Regions from separate parts of the Danio rerio genome. Here region 1 is linked to region 2. A link is a contact called in public HiChIP or PLAC-seq data. All regions are on one chromosome and are shown on one strand. Each heading gives the region's core, a stretch centred on a gene start, on an enhancer-like site or on the middle of the called end of the contact. The rest is flanking DNA. Distances are from core to core; before and after follow the strand shown. Region 1 has its middle 50 kb from the start of fam222aa. Region 2 has its middle 20 kb from the start of mvk.

Evidence for each region. HiChIP or PLAC-seq counts read pairs in DNA pulled down with a chosen protein or histone mark.
Region 1: a contact with region 2 is called in an H3K4me3 HiChIP or PLAC-seq map of embryo, with 4 times the contacts expected there. The contact joins two enhancer-like sites. A contact is called at or near these places in 2 of 4 datasets of contacts at active chromatin or transcription factors (caudal fin and embryo).

The regions. Positions count from the first base shown.
Region 1 is chr5:20,387,340-20,393,070 of GRCz12tu, reverse strand. It overlaps a transcript of fam222aa not described here. Among named protein-coding and RNA genes, the nearest start is that of fam222aa, 50 kb to the left of the region's middle. Within about 2 kb of position 2,205, at least 5 of the 62 cell types and tissues checked have an H3K27ac peak or open chromatin away from gene starts, as enhancers often do.
Region 2 is chr5:20,238,627-20,244,412 of GRCz12tu, reverse strand. It overlaps a transcript of fam222aa not described here. Among named protein-coding and RNA genes, the nearest start is that of mvk, 20 kb to the right of the region's middle. Within about 2 kb of position 4,277, at least 7 of the 62 cell types and tissues checked have an H3K27ac peak or open chromatin away from gene starts, as enhancers often do.

The DNA of each region.
Region 1 (5,731 bases), core at 956-3,455, 150 kb before region 2:
TATCTTCAGTTAGTTATGGATAAAATATGGTAATTGTAGCGGTTTCATTAAATTAATTAGACTTTTGGAAATCATCAAGCAACCCCTCTTCATTGGCCTGCGACCCCTCGGGAGGTCCCGACCCCTACTTTGGGAACCACTGTTTTAAAAGACGATTGCAATCAAGTTGCTAAATGGGACTACAGGCAGTGTCGGAGACATTACACGTCATCAAGCTGAATTGGTCTGGAACGCAGGTCGCTTGTGTTGGGAATTTGGATTTATCTGATTTAAGTCCTTTCATAAATAGCATTTTATAGCTTGTTTTATTTGTCTAATAGTAAAATTCATAATGTGTGTAGATAATGCCTTCACTTGTAGAAACCGTCAAGACAGATTCATTTGTTGATCATTTATTTTAAAAAAATAAGTCATATTACAATACTATGTAGGCACACTTATAAAACATACAGTATGTGCTTTAAAACTTTTACAACAACCGCAAAGCAAAATATATGTATTTCCCCCTGGAAATTTCCCATAGACCTACTAGGTGCATAGGTCTATATACGTTTTTTTTTATTTGTTTTTAATATATAGTGTGAATTAAGATACAATATCATAGGAACCAGTTTTATGCTAGCAGCCAATTGGCCAGCAAAGTGACTCCAGTCTATTCCTATTAAGAACGATGATGATGCATCTGGCACATTTCTTAAATTTATTTGAATAAATGTAGGTGATAGAATGTAAAATCTGCACTATTATTACGAGAGAGATTAAAAATGTTTTTAAGTTCACTGAAATATTTTTAATAAGGCTTAGGGGAGAAAGAATGGCAGAAATGTATGTTTTTGCAATTTGTAAAAGTAGTTTTTAACTTGGTGTGTTTTTAGAGTTCCTCTAAGACAAGGAATACAGGTTTGGAAAAATACAAGGGTGAGAGTAAAGAATGATTTTGCGGTGAATCACCCCTTTAAAGTAATGGTGAAAAATATAGCCTAAACACTGGAGCCTTGGATTGCAATGCTGGTTTCATTACAGCATGTCACAATGATGAAATGAACCATGGGAGGGTATGGGAGTCAGGATATTGCCCAAATCTTTCGCAAAAATGGAGTAAAGAACAAAGATATCTGCAACGGCATATAACAGCTATGCTGAAAGCATTTCGCTGAATTATGCTGGCAGAGAAACAATAGTGAAGGGAGAACAAAGTCACTAACTGAAAACACCAAGCCGTAACTCATGGAAATGGAACTGCTCCCTTTATAAGGAGGAACAAGATGCACTATGAATTCTCCAGAAAAGTTCTTTAAAAAAACACACACTCCCGTAATTCTCAATGACTGATGCACAGGCAAACTTTTCAGTCCTTCAAGAGGAGCGCGCAGAGCCCCTTTCCCAGCATCCCCCACTGTCACTAGCAGGAAATCAATCTGCCCAAGAGGCCGATTACCCAGCCGTTTGTTTTTAGGAAGAACAATTTACCCTTCAAAGGGCCACTCTTTGAATATGACTCCTGTTCGCTAGTGCGATTATGTATGAAGCAGAGAGGATGTGAAGTTTAACAAACACCATTTAATCTGCCGTTCTTCCTGCATGTGCACTTTAAATGACAAGCATGTCCACAGGTGTTTCTTTCAGCCTGAAGAGAGGAAAAACAGCTTCTTCCGATGCTCATTGTTGCATGTAAAAGAGGAGCATTTTGAACAAACCAAACTAAACACCTTTGATGATAAGTTGAGAAACATCATCTCCTTAAAGCTTTAGGGATGACAGAGAAGGAAGGACCTTGGAATGGCTAAATCAACAAGCCTCAGCCTGGCGTCTCATCTGGATGTGGATAAAGCTGGTGAAATTGAAACCGCAGCAAACCAAAGGTCAAGTAAACAACAACAACGCACGTTATCCTGAAATTCCATTTAGAGCGGCGCATCTTGACACCATTTCCATGCTTGGATTTTCTTCCCGACACTTTTAATCAATATCACCTACGAAAGCAACACAGGCTGAGCCTTTTATGTAGCGACAGGGGAGAAAGGAATGCCATAAAGAAGAAAATCAAACAGCCTCCACCGCAGGTGTTGCGCGTTAACAGATGTTGGGAACATTAGCATTGTACGAACTACTCGGGTATTGGAGTGGGGGAGAGAGGATAGAAATTGCGGATTACCAGGGGCACAGATATAATAGCTCTTCCGGAACAATGGCACCTCCTTAACACTCAATACTCGCAGGAGGAGCTCTGTAGGAGAGCAGCGAGACAGGAGCATTCACAATCCATTCACCGCACTTTCACTACTAACAAAGACATTTTCTTTTGACACTCTTTTCTATTCTATATTTCTCAGCAGCCACAGTAAATTGGTCTATTCATTTTTCAAAGTACCAGTGATTTCAAAAAATGCACAAGATGAAAGAGACCCATTCTGTTGGCGAAAGTAAAAGGAACCAGTAAGTTTAGACACTTTTTTTTTTGTGCGCGCTACTGTTGACATCAGGTTTTCCATTTTGAACACTACCATAGGCGACAGCTGAATCTGGGACAAGGTCGACATCAGGTCTTGCCTCACCCCATACCCTCCCCTAACTTGTGTTAAAATTCAACTGAACCTCAGCAGAAGACAAACAATAGGGTTTGGGTGGCTGTGACCTCATGCACATTACCAGAGCACATTTCAATTCCATATAATCAGTCTATTAGAAATGTGAATATTTCTCTCATGTACTTAATGTTTCATTTATCTAGTAGGAGCCTGAGAAGTCTTGAGATAGTTAGACGTTACAAAAATAACGAAAACATTTTCGTTAAGTGAAATAAAAATAAAAACTTTTTTTTTTAAGTAGAACTAACTAAAACTGTACAGTGTACTTTCAAAACTAACTGAACCTAACTAAAATTATTGCAAAAACGTCCTTTGTTTTCGTCTTTGTAAATGTATTTAATACATACACCTACTGTATGCCTATTAGAAGCAAAACTATTTGCTTCGCGCTGTCAGGTGTTTGACCCGTACACCAGTCTGTAATCCTGATGCCATTGCAAAGATGAAGATGTTTCTCCTCTAGTCTTCCTCGCTGTTGCTCAAGCGACAAAACTAAGGAGTGGATATGACAGTATCATGGTGACAGCATCAAGTACGACCTGAACATAGACTTAAAAAAGGATTCATTGAACACATTTGTGCGGTTATTTCTGTATTAGCAGGGCTTAATTTGTGCCGGAACAAGTCGGATCTAAAATCTGATCCGGCACCTCATTTTACTGATCCCCCTCCCCACACGCACCCCCGCCCCACTCTTCGCTTTCTTTCGCGACTCCCCAACACTCTTCACTTTCATCTGGAACATCCACTACCTCCTCTGGTAACATGCCGGATCCGTTACTCTGATCTATTCCAGGATCTCATAATTTACAAATTAAGCACTGTGTATTAGTGATCACAAACAAATCGTTCTTTAAACTTGATAAACCTGATAAGTGAACCGGTTGAACTAATTCACAAAATCGAACTGAATCAATTTAAATGAATCCACAAACTTATCCACAAACTACTCACTTTTTACATGCCTGATACCTCTCTCTGACTTAAAAAAAAGCAATTCAGCAGGTGAACTGAACACAAACAGTACATGACACCCTGCTGTGACTGAAACATACTTGAACTACTGCAGCGTGGGTAAACAGAGGGCTTAAATGAAAGGATCTGTTTATTTATTTTAATGAGGAAAGTTTATTTCATGAGAGAAAGTCTTAATGGCTTTTAAATAAATGAATCATGCTTCAGTTGGGTTGCAAAACGTAATTGTAAAAAACTTTGCTGACTACATATTTTAGGCATGTTGAGTCCTATGATGGGAAGGTTGTCACAAAAGATCCGGGTCGCATTAAAGGTTTGAACGTCCCATCACTGCTGTGCATCTAACCTCAGAAGCAGCCTTGCACACTTATTGTCTTTAGGGCTGCATCTTATGGGCTGCTGAATTCGTGGATGGGTAGATGATCTTGTGTCTTCTGGTAGCGTTCTTTTATCAAAGAATGAAAACAAAGCACGTAAATACAGGCCGCTCCTAAAAGAAAGGTTTGATTGTATGACTAGTGAATCACCAAGACTTTTCTAGCTGAAACGATATCCAAAAACAGATTAATATATAAAGCAGGAAATTAAACTTTTACTAATATAAAGATATTCATGAGAGAGGCTCTCGCTCTCCTTGGTTTTAATAAGAAAACGGTTGAGTGATTTCACCCCATGGCCATCAATCAATCAATCTGCACACTTATCTCTATATTCAAATGAACAGCGCACGCTTCTTTAATAATATCCTTCCAAAATTAAACTATCCATCAACATCTGCAGCAGAAGCAGAATCGGCTACCAGTTCGACTTCATACCTCTGGAAATACGCTCCTGATTTAATCTCATTAAGATCCTTCCGGTTCAATACAGTCTGCAGAGGTTGAGTTGCACCCAAACAGCATATCTCCATCAAGAGTAACCTTTCTGCTGATGATGGTACAATAGGCAAAGGGTTGTTCTGGATGGCTTACAGGGCATGAAGTCCTTCCGAAACATCTTGACATGAGTTATCTCTTGTCAAACTTTGTTATAATTACCTCCAGTGTAAAAAAAACCTACTGTGCACAAGGAAAATGCAGGTTTGACTCCCAAAACTAATAACGTGTGCAAATGTGGCATTGTGATCGAGTCAGACGTGGAATAAGTCAACAAAAACTAGAAGCTGACAAAGAGGGAAAATTAAATAAGCAATGAAAAATGAGAAACAATGCTAAGGCCATTCAGTGACCTAAATATTAGAGCGTACCATCTCGCCACCAGCTATCTCCCCCTCTCCCCCATGCATGCTCGGCTCAGCTGAGATTAGCATTATGCTGGAAGCTCTATTTGTTTAGGTGAGATCGAGCCACAGAGCTAATACCGGGCCAATTTGCTCAGCGGGTCACGGATGTGCAGCAGGAGTAGGAAATGAGGCAACTCTGGCCCCCGGAGGTGAACCTTTCCACTCGTACATCACTGAATGTTTTATTCAATAGAGTGGTGAGCATACTCCTTGACAGGTGCTGTCTCCACGGGTGGAGGGAGTCGCAGCCCTCAGAGTGAGGGACTCTGCTGGGGTAATGAGGCTGCCAGGCCCTGAGGAAGGCCACATGCTGGAGCCGAGCTAAGAGCCAGAGCCCTAAGCCTCCAGAGTGATGACTTGCAGAGTGGAACGTCCACCATGGAGCAGGGGGCCAATCGCATTAGTCAGAGCAGCAAAGAAATGACGGGAGGCCTCGTGAGACTCAAATTGTGATGTATGGCGGAGAATAAAACTCTCTTTTCTGACAGACAATCAATATGCATGCTCACACCCTCTAAATACAACGTTTTTTAATCAGCTACTTGTTTTGCAATGTTAAACAACCTGGACTACTTTTAAGAAGAAATTAATACTTTAAAATGTGCCTCTGTTCAATATGTTTAGCATCATTGTTCAGAATACACTTTGATTTAAGGCACACCACAGAATTTTTAAAACATTTGGTTGGCTAGAAGTTTGTGTTCAAAATGAGTGTTATGCAAAATGCCATAGTAAATTTTTTGAGTTCCCCAAAGAGAAAATTATTAGTTTAAATAAATATCTCCACCTTTGTGCAAAAGAAAATGTCAACTGATGAATAAGGTTACATGTGGAAGCCTTACCTCCAATAAAAAACCTTATTTTAAAGTATGATAAGCTTGGTCAA
Region 2 (5,786 bases), core at 3,028-5,527:
AAGCTGCGGTCTTCAATTCTCACTGATTCATTCCACCTATTCAAGCGCTCACACAAGGACTTCTTTTCTCTCTCCTCCACACGCACACACACAAGCTTCAGCCTCTCGACATGTGCAGGTCTGTGCCAGATTCTTCTGCAGCCGACAGCCTTAATGGGGTCAAATGACCTCTGCTCTCACTTCTCACCAGGGCCAGGCAGAAGGGGAATGCCTTTCTCCTCTCTGAAAGACACACAAACTCCCACACATACTCTCATTTTACACCACCTTGACCCTGACCCTTGCAGCTTCTTCTCAAGAGGAGCACAGAAAAGAGCCCTGCTCAGCTGCAGAGCCACAAGCTCTTGAAGGAAGGTGAGAGGTCACTGGTGGGCAAGACCAAAGCCTCCTCACCAATTGGAAGCGCACCGGGCTCTACTCGTGGAAAAAAATCTGCAGTCTCCATTTTGCTAAAGCTGCTAGGGTTAAAAATCAATAAGTCTAATGAACTAGAGAGGAGAAGGAATCAGCAGGAAAGAGAAAAGGGAAATGGAAAGCGAAAACCGCAGGAAGGGAAATGAAACAGATTGGATCAGAATGGAAAGAAAAGGAAAGGAAAGAAGAGGGAAAGAAAACATTCATTCATTCATTTTCCTTCGGCTTAGTCCCTTATTTGTCAGGGGTCGCCACAGCGGAATGAACCAACAATTCCCGAACATATTTTTTACACAGCAGATGGACTTCCAGCCACAACCCAGTACAGGAAAACACCCACACACTCTCCTGACAATTTAGTTTATCCACTTCACCTATACCGCATGTCTTTGGAATGGAGCACCCGGAGGAAACACGACACGAACACTGGGAAAACATGCAAACTCCACACAGAAATGCCATGGAAAGGAAAATAGGAAGCTTAAAGCATGAGGAGGAAAGGTGGAAATAAGAGAGTAGGAAGGAGAAGAAGAGAGGAAAAGGGAAAATAAATGGAAAGGATCAGGATGTATAGAAAGGAAACGATGTGTAAAAGATCAAAATGGGAAAGGAGGGAAAAGAAATTCCAAATAGCATTAAGAGGAAAGGTGAAAAGAACAGAACAGGAGGATAGAGAGAATGGAAAACAGGAATACATGACCGCAAAAGGGAAATGTAAAGGATCAGAATAGAAAGAAAGCAGAGAAAGGGAAATAGACAGAAGAAATAGGACAGGAACGAGGAGAGGATAGAGAAAAATAATAGGAAATGGGAAGAAAAGTGGGAAACAATAAGACAGGGAAAAGGAAATAAAAAGGAGCTGAAGTGAAAGAAAGAAGAAGCAGAATTAAAGGAAGAAGAATGTAGGAGGAAATGAAAAAGAAAATGGAAAGCACATGGTGGAAATAGACTAGAAGGAGGAGGAAATGAAAAGGTATCTGCTTGTTAAGTTGTGACATAAAGAATACTGTTTCCGGGCCGCGATTCATTTGAATTGAGAAAATGTTTGTTTATGACCACTTTATAGTCATATCACACATTAAAGTGAATTTTATATAAAATCATGGCGTACACAACAGTCTTTGGACTGGCTGCATCACACACGCCAATATTTTAACAATTTAAAATAAATTAATCACTTTCTGGCCATATTGATATTAGGTTATCAGTGTTAATTTCATTGATGAAAAATGTTCGTCATAATTTTTTGAAAAGTTCTGGTCCACAGTAAGTTTGAAAAGTAACTGGTCCACAGTAGACACGGAATGTGAGGACATCATCTTCCATTTAAAAAAGCCATTCCATATTTTAAAATAGACTGTTTTATTTAATTTTAAGTTACAATATTTAGTATAAATAAATGTATACAATATTTAAATGAATTACACCTAAATGAAACCAAAAATATTTTAGTCTACTAAATCTCCCATAGATTTAGTCGACTAAAACATAAATTGAGTCAGAAGACTAAAATATGACTTAAACTAAAATGGAATTTAAGTCTAAAGACTCAGGGCTCTATTTTAATGATCTAGGCACAAAGTCTAAAAAAGCAGGGCGCAAAAGCATTAAGGGTGTGTCAGAATCCATTTTTGCTTTTTTAAAGATGAAAAAATCCGCACTGCGGCGAATGGTCTAACAGGGTTAAATTCATTCTCTTAATGAGTTGAGGGTGTCTTTTGAGAATATATATATATATATATATATATATATATATATATATATATATATATATATATATATATATATATATATATATATATATATATATATATAGTTTAATATTCAATTGAATAAAATTTATCTTTATTTCTGTAGCGCTTTTACTATGTAGATTATAACAAAGCAGTTTAACACAGTAGTTCTATTAAACTGAAACTGCTTCAGTTTTCAGAGTTTAGGTTTAGTTTAGTGTGGTTTAATTTTCACTGCTGAAAGTCCAAACACTGAAGAGCAAATCTATCGATGCGCAGCTCCACAAGTCCCAAACCAAGCAAGCCAGTGGTGACAAGGGCAAGGAACAAACTTCAACTATGAAAGCGAAGAAAAAAACCTTAAGAGAAACCAGGCTCTGTTGGGCACCACCATTTCTTCTCTGGCTAAACTTTCTGTGCAGAGTCTAGGCTGCCTAGTGCGCTAATAAATCGATTAGACCCAAAAGTCACTTTGTGTGACACAACATGAAGATAAAAAGGAAGAGGTAAGTAACAGAACAGAAAGAAGGAAAAAAAGGATACAGGAAATGGAAACAAATTTTTAGAGTAGAAAGTAAAATAGTTATGTAGAAAATAAAAACAAAAGAGAAAATATTTGGCCGTGAAAAATGTGGTTCTTTCCGCGGTGGCGACCCCTGATAAATAAGGGACTAAGCTGAATGAAAATGAATGAATGAATGAATAAATGAATGAATAAATGAATGAAAAAGTCAAATTGTTAGAATGATATGACAATATAAAGGAAAAACGGAACTGGAAACACAACAACCAAAACAACTAGTCTTGTATAAAAAGAAGATGCGAAGCAAAAATGTAAATGACAATAGAGGGAGAAAAAAGGATAGGAAAGAAGGCCGAGATGATGACAGGACAGGAAACAGAAAATGAAAAAGGAGGAAATGAAAGAAGACAGTAAAGGAAATGACAGTAAAGGTAAGAGAGATGATGAAAAAAGTCATATCAGATGCAAAAAGCCTGCTGAATAGATAAAACCACCCTGACACTCACAGGACTGGTCAGATGTTGATTTTATCCATGCCGCGCTCACAAAAAGGACACGCTGCCAGCCAGCACTTCTGCTATGATCTGTCTACACAAGTGTCACACAGACAAATGCAGAGTTCATATCTATCACGCACAGTGTCACATCCCTGCAGAGAATGAGTCACAACAGCAGCACACAATGCTCACGTTAGGAAAAAAAGAGGAATAAAAACACATCATGGTCCTCACATTTACTCACATCACTTTTGAACTTTGGAAAAGAGGAAATCATTTCAGTGACGCACACAATACAGCATGCAAGAATGGAGAAAAGCTCTGAATTCTAGTTTTTATTATATTTCAATAGCTCCACTGGTCCCCTCCATCCTTGACCCCTTTTCTCGACTGCCTCTGTTATCTGCAATAATGTCAGGCCATCCTTAGAATCTATTCATCAGTGCAGAAAGAAGCTGCGGCTGACATTGATAAAAAATACCATCTGTGCCTCGCAGGGAGGAGAGACGGAAAGGTACAGCTCGCCCCCTCCTCCTCATTCCTCTTCATCAATGCAATTTAAATTGAAGAGCTCAGTGGTAATTAAATTCAAGCTGGGGTTACGAAGGGGGCCGAAGACATGGATTCAAGTATGCGCAGAGAAGACGGGTCAAGGTTCAACTAAAGCCAGCCTCGGCCAGCCAGATCCCATTCACCCATACAACCTGTCTGCCTATAGCACACAAAAGCCTTCTGACATTTAAAGAAATGAATAAAAACAACAGAAAGAGAGAGAGAGAACGGGGGAAAAAAATCAATTATTCCAGATTTTTTTTCTCTCCCTGTCCACAAACTGACCTTTTCTCTCTGGCAGTTGCATGTTGGACAGACTTCAAAACTGCCAATAGTGTTTAACTCATAGCCGGACCTATCAAGAGACGGAGAAGGAAAGAGGAAAGTCGATAACGATTTGGGGGGATCCAATTTTGTGAAATTGTTTGTCAGCACAAACACGAGGACGCATGACTAGCGGCAGGTCAGGGGGATTTCGGTGACCGGCCCCCCTCTTCTGGTTAAAGCCTGCTTTACTCATTCATCTGTTCTCCCTCAAACGGACGATGCCGCCCCTCTTCTCTCTCTCTCCGCTAATCCGGTTAGCGCATTCACAGGCAGTGCCCTCTCTCTTTTCATTACAGCAGATCAGAGATTGAAAAGCGATTCCTCAATCTGTCTGAGAATGAGATCCAAATTGGATCGGGCTAAAGTGGACGTGGAGGCAAGAGGAAAGTGCAAAAGGAAGATGATGCGACTCACTTTTACCCTTTAAATCGGATGCAATCAGGAAGAGCAATATTCAGTGTAGATGTATATATAAGTAGGTGGCTGTGAGTAAATGTCACATGCCATGATTGACAAGAGGACAGCTGTTCCTTTCTGAGGTCTGAGGTCACTTCCTTTAAGCACAGCAATTGGTCCCTTGGGTCACACTCATAAACATTAACATTTTTAGTGGTGTACCCTACTGAAAAAAACAGCTTAAACCAGCCTATGCAGGTTAACTGGGCGACCAGCCTGGTTTTAGAGAGGTTTTGGACATTTTAAGGCTGGTTTTCAGCCTAGTCTTAGCTGGTCAGGCTGGGAAATGACCAGCTAAAACCAGCTATGTCCAACTTAAACCAGGCTGGTCAGGCTGGAAATGGCTGGAAACCACTAGCTTAGCAAATTTGTCATCGTTTACTCACCTCCTCTACTTGTTTTAAACCTGATTGTGCTTCTGTTTACTGTTGAGCAGAAAAGAAGATGTTTTGGAGAAAGCTGGATACCTCTAACTTTTGACTTACCCCAGTATTTTTGAACCTACTACGAAATTCAATGGTTACAAGCTTTCAGCATTTCTTCACAATGTATACTTTACTGTTCAACAGAATCTTAAAAAGGTTTAAAACTACTTGAGTGTGAGTACATAGTGACAAACATAGTGACAGGGCTTCTGCAGGTTTCTTCAAGTGAAATTTAAGATATTTTAAGACCCTTTTAAGACCATTATGAATGAAATTTTAGACTTGTATTGGGTTAAACACTAAGATTATTATTTTTTTTGTAATGGTCCGGTTACTTCTGTAAATAGTCTTTGTATTAATGAAAGATCATGTAAAGTGATGTGTTGTTTAAGTTTTCTTTCCCTGATAAGGGAATTTTATTTAGACAGTTTGCTGTAAAAATGTCTAACATTTAATATTATTCAAGTGGAAAAGAGTAGAATCTCTAACACACGCTGGCAAGATAAATGAAGTGATGTAGTCTTACGTTCAATTGGAAAAGATTAAATAAACGATTCAATTCTCGAAATGCATGTTCCTAAATAAATGGTCGCCCTTTATTAAAATCTTTGAAGAACTCCCTGACCTTTTGAATAAATGTATTTATTTTTTTTAATATTATTTTTTCTTTGTTATTTCCATTTTGTACTCTTTGAATGTTACCAAACTCTTCTCTGGAGGCATTCAAAACAGATGCCCAAGCCATTTCAGCTGACTTCTCTCGATGTGGAGGAGCAGCAGCTCTACTTCGAGCTCCTCCCGGGTGACAGAGCTCCTCACCCTGTCTATAAGGGTGCGCCCTGCCACTCTACGAAGAAAA